Regions from separate parts of the Zea mays genome. Here region 1 is linked to region 2. A link is a contact called in public Hi-C data. All regions are on one chromosome and are shown on one strand. Each heading gives the region's core, a stretch centred on a gene start, on an enhancer-like site or on the middle of the called end of the contact. The rest is flanking DNA. Distances are from core to core; before and after follow the strand shown. Region 1 holds the start of LOC100281633 (60S ribosomal protein L18a). Region 2 holds the start of LOC103631635 (guanylate-binding protein 1).

Evidence for each region. A called contact is a pair of places that touch in the nucleus more often than the background predicts.
Region 1: a Hi-C map of tassel shows a contact between it and region 2, with 2.3 times the contacts expected there. The contact joins the promoter of LOC100281633 here to the promoter of LOC103631635 in region 2. A contact is called at or near these places in 2 of 25 Hi-C or Micro-C datasets (ear and tassel).

The regions. Positions count from the first base shown.
Region 1 is chr6:176,142,797-176,145,496 of Zm-B73-REFERENCE-NAM-5.0, forward strand. LOC100281633 (60S ribosomal protein L18a) reads left to right here and starts at 1,309. Exons shown (of 4, transcript NM_001372482.1): 1 at 1,309-1,387; 2 at 1,506-1,621; 3 at 1,719-1,782. The coding sequence starts at 1,373. It overlaps LOC100273370 (60S ribosomal protein L18a-like), which reads left to right. Exons shown (of 4, transcript NM_001147809.1): 4 at 125-384. The coding sequence ends at 184.
Region 2 is chr6:175,961,732-175,964,431 of Zm-B73-REFERENCE-NAM-5.0, forward strand. LOC103631635 (guanylate-binding protein 1) reads right to left here and starts at 1,275. Exons shown (of 14, transcript XM_020539652.3): 1 at 771-1,275. The coding sequence starts at 1,007.

The DNA of each region.
Region 1 (2,700 bases), core at 59-2,558, 180 kb after region 2:
ACTAGTATTAATTACTGATTTTGAATTGTAATCTGCTGAAAATGTCCATTGAACTATACAGGACTGCTAAATTGTTAAACGTGTTTGTTTGTTTGCTGATTTTGCTTCTAATTTGCTGTGGCAGGCCGTTGTTGCTGCCGTTGCCATCCTCTTGGGGGTAACTAAAGGAACGCACGTGTGGTGAATTGCCTCCAGAGAAGGCAATCAATGTGTATTTGCGTTGTATATCTGTGTGTGCTAAAAAGTGTGGAGCAACATCCATGTGATCTTATGTCCATATATATTCTACTTTGCAATGAAGTTTGAAATGTAGTAATGTACCATCTGCTTCTTGTAAGCAGCACTGCATCATATATAATAAGATACCTTTTATTTAAATTGCGGAATTTCTGTTTTCGAATGAAGATGCAGCACTGGACGTCTCAGATATTATATAGTACTTCCTCCGTTTCTTTTTATTTGTCGCTGTTACACTATCCAGCGACAAATAAAAAGAAACGGAGAGAGTATTATACATCAAGGGTCAATTATACCCAGAAAATGGAGTAATTACTGTACATCGGCGCGTACCTGCCGTTGGTGAGCACCTTGATGACGTCGCCGACGTTGGCCACCAGTGCTCTAGGGATGGGGTCGACGCTGATCCACGCGCCGTACCTCCTGATCTACAGCCCCGGAACGACGCTGACCTGGAGCAGCAGCGTGAGGCCGACTACGTCCGAGTGTTGCTTCGTCTACCTCGAGCGCCGCCTCGTGCGGAACCTCACGTTCGCGTTTGATTGGCTCGATGGCGACGCCGAGCCCGCCGTGGCTACGGACCCCATCGTGTTCGACGCGTTCGGAAGGACGGCTTCCACACCAGCTGAGGCCACCGGTGGGAAGCGACGCTGGACGTACTACAAGCTGCTCGGCGTCTACCTCAGGAAGCAGCAAAGGTAACATGTAGCTGACAGCGTGACATCTAAGCAAATTAATCACTGTCGGACGTTCCTGATACGAAGATCGAGTCCATATCGACGTTTGCACGTAGTGTAGATTTCTAAATGATCGAAACCCTCTACTATCCTAGGCTTTTATTTCGTCGAAGCCGACCGTGTGCCATGTTTCGTAATAGTAAAAATCTTACCAGAGAGAAGTCCTGCCTCTACCCGGCCCAGTTTATTGTTGTCAGAGATACAGCCCGATATATTATTGGCCCAGACTCGAACAAACTAAATCAAGCATTCAGGCCCACGACACACGGCCTGCTAGGGTTTCTTGCCCGATCACTTAAATACTCCTCCGCCTCCCTCTCCTCCCAAGACGGCCGCCATCTCCCCTGTTCGGTTTTAGGAGACCTGCGCCGCCCCTCCGGCCACGCGAGCTCGCCGAAATGGTCGCCCACAGGGTAAGCCTACCGCCGCCGCCGCCTCCTCCATCTCTTCTTGTCTTGATCCGACGCGTCTTTTCTCTCCCCGGTGTTTCTGATCTCCACCGCTTTTCTGTTATATGTTCTGGTGCGGCAGTTCCATCAGTACCAGGTGGTGGGTCGCGCGCTGCCGACCCCGACCGATGAGCACCCCAAGATCTACCGCATGAAGCTCTGGGCCACTAACGAGGTTCGCGCCAAGTCGAAGTTCTGGTCAGTGCCGTACACCCTGGGGCTTATGCTAGGATTCTCTGATTGTTTTTTTCCGTTGCGTATTTCTGACGGTGGCGTCTTGCTTGCTTGCGTGCAGGTACTTCCTGAGAAAGCTGAAGAAGGTGAAGAAGAGCAATGGCCAGATGCTCGCCATCAACGAGGTACAACCAATCCTTCACCCTCGTACCGTGAACGTTGCTCCGCTTTATGAATTAGTGTCGGTCGAATGATTTAGCAATGCCAGCATTCCATAGATAGGTGTCGTTGATATGTTGCCATTGCTGATGTTATGCCGTGAAGTTCATGCCCTTCCTGGCGGATTAGTCATAATGTCTCACTTCACTTCATCATTGATTAGTTAAGTTCTATAGATGAAATATATATGTGTTCGGTAGTCCTTCAATAAGAGCTAAAAAACGTAGAGATTACCCTTGTTTCAATGTAGAGAGATCTTAGATTTTATTTCGGGGTCTGTACACCTTTGGATTTGTCACTCGTGTATGGACTAGGTTTGCTCTCTGATTATTTGAGCAATGAGTAGGGTGGTGTTCTACATGAAACTGTGGTGTTGAATACTATCATTTTAGAGAAGTGAGGGCTGTTTACCATATTAAAGAATTGAGGGAGTAGTGTTTCTGTTTCAGCTGAAGTGATATCACACTTCTTCAGTTTGCATTTGCTTGTCAGTTTTGAATTTTACCATTACATGATCATTCGGGGTCAAAACTGACAAGCACTCATAATGTAAACATGGGAAGTGCATGTGTTCCGCTGTGTGTAGAGCTCCAAACTTTCAATTCATGTAAAAATCCTGTTGCAGCTATGGCTTCCTAACAACCTTGATGACCTGATTTTGTAACATTTTCTGGTGGCAAATTTAAAATGAGCTGATTCAGTAACGTCTGTTGCATGGTGTTCGGCTACCTAACAATTTTCTTAGTTGTTGAGGGGTTTCATTGATGTTTTTTTTGCAGCCCGCCTTAGATAGATATAGCCAAAGCTGACTCTGTAATGTATGCTGATTGCTGAATGGTGTTAGTTGTCGACGGTTTTTTGTTGGTGTCTTTTTAACTATCGTG
Region 2 (2,700 bases), core at 25-2,524:
ATTACTGTCTCACAATCTCAATCAATTCTTCGTATGATTTTGCAGAATCCTATGCTTAAAGCACCAACCACGCATGCAAGCGTAACATTCATATGATTCCAGAACATAAACAAGGTTCCCCGGACTAGTTGCACGATGATAACCACACTAATCCTTAAAAGGTGAGAAGACACCTACAACCAAAAACTCAATACTCCCTATGATAAAGGCAAAGCATTCACTTCCTAATAAAATGTAATACAACATTCTAATAATATATCACAATCCTATAAGGTGGCCAAATTGTAGTTCAAGTCATAAACTTCATTTGAAACACTGGTTTTGCTAACAAAAACTACACACCTAATATATGAACACAACTTTTCACCCTTAACCATTTGATGAAGAATTAAACCACCCGCAGTCCCACACTGCATAATAATCCATGGATTTTAATTCTGAAAGTCGGACTCAGACCCATGTTGAGTTCTAGTGTCATAATAATGCTTCTGACGAACATAGTGTCAACTCGCAACATATTTCCAAATTGCGGGTAAAAGCTACAACTCCACCAGTAAATAAACCCTAGAGCCCAAAAGGTTAAATAATAAACCCTACAAATCATGTTGCGAAAATTATCGCTTCAATTTCCAAAGGTCCGCTCGAAGCGACGAACAAACCAGCGGGCCATCCATCTCAGAAAAACAACGCCGAAACCCTAGCCGCGCACCGCGCCACAGATGCGCAGACCCCAAAAAAAAAACCTAAGCTTGCCCCGTCGCGCGTCGTACCTGGTTGAGGATGAAGCTCTTGCCCTGGCGCGCGCGGCCGCAGACGGAGACGACCCCGACGGGGCCCTTGACGAGCTGCAGCGCGGCCACCGCCTCGGGGTCCATCACGAACTTGCCCTTGTCGTCGCAGTACACCAGGCGGAGCGGCCGCGCGGCCGCGCCGCCGTCCCCGCTGATGGCGGGGGACGCGTCGCCGGTGCTGGGGCTTCCCCCGCGGAAGCCCAGCATCTGCAGCATCGCGAGGTCGCCCGCCGCCGACGGCAAGGGTCCCGTGACCGTGAGTGAGTGAGCCTGTGTGTGTTTTCTGACGGGGAGAGGAAAAAGAGAATCGGCAAGGGCAGCGAGTGTACTCCTCCCTCGAGGAGGGGGTTAAGCAAAATCGACGAAGCGACGCGGTTGCTTGAGTTGGCGGCGGATGGAGTCGGTCGGTTCCCGCCGCTGAGCTGGACTGTTGGGCCTTGGTCGGTGCAGAAAGCCTTTTTCTTTGTCCTTGTGATTCAGCAAGTCCGTGCTGAGCTGTGTGGGGTGGGCTTGTTTTTTTCTATTCCATTATTTTGTATTAAACACGGGTCAGATACCAAGATTTGCTTCCTCCCTGCAACAACAACAACAAAAATGTTTGTTCGTGTCGTGTATTTTTTTATAAGGATTGGTGGCCAATCTAGATGGTACACTTACTAGAAATATCGTGTATAAAGAAACGCTCACTTTATACGTGTTTGCCATCGGATAAACATGTGCGTTGACAGTTACCAGACTATGTTTTTTTTGTATCAGAGTTACCAGGCTATGTTGCTACAATGATATGGAATTTGTTTGTAAAATATTGGGTACCAAGATTCGTGAGCCCTATAATCCTGTGTATATCCTTCGCTAATATCCTTGAATTAGTGAGCCCTATTATTTAACCGGTTGTGAAAGAATGTTAAGTTTTCTCAATAAATACAGGCCCTGTACTAGACTATTTACAGAATTATGTTTGGAACGTTACCAGGTCACGGTGGGCCTCCAGTCCAAAGTGGTGCGAGAACTGCTAGTCGCATTTCCTCCGTGGGCCTATCTGGACTGCTCATTTTGATTAGTGGGCTTCCATCACGAAGTCCTCGAGGGACCGGAGAGGCACGATTCACACTCATTGAGGAACTATTTCGCCTCAGAACTCCACAAGGCACCCACACACCCATTCAGGAAGTATTCCATGACGCAGCTGTTGAGTGAGCACGACTCCTCATTCCTTCCATTATTGGTTGGCCCGCCGTATCTGGAAAGCAAGCCTGTCTGAATCGCGGGCACGTCCCATCCATACCAGATTAGCAAAAGCAAGCCGGTGTCCGACGGCCCACGCGAATCGCACTCTCTTTTGTGCGACGCCCGTTCGCGACAGAATCTTACAGGCGCCGCTTGGTCGGACGGATGTCGACCGCGCGCCCCGTTACTTCTCCCTAATCAAACTTCACTCTGCAAACATTGCCGTGCGTGTTTTCAGTCAGCAGCCGAGCGCTGAAGTAAGACCAAGTGAAACAGTAAGAGCAAACACTGTAGTGTAGTGAGTGGGTCGTTTGCAGTACTGATGGGAGACAAATAATGGCGACAGTGCCGAGTTGGATTTAATTACAAGAGGACACGTACGGACTGATCGACCTCTCTCGATGATCGAGAACGAAAGTTGAAAGAAGAAGAAAAAAAAGAAGGCATTGGAGTGAGTCGACCGACCCTCATAAGCCGGGAATTGAAAGCGAAGCTTGTAGCAAGCTAGCACTAGTAGCTAGGCCAGCACTGGAAAGGAAGCCGCGCGGGGATGCAAGATGCTAGTATACGTACCGAACAAAAGGTTTCAGCTGCCTCAAAAGCAAAAGGGAAATGCACGCACGCTCCACCATGCCATGCATGCAGCTGACACACTACTAATCCCCCACACGCACGGCACGGT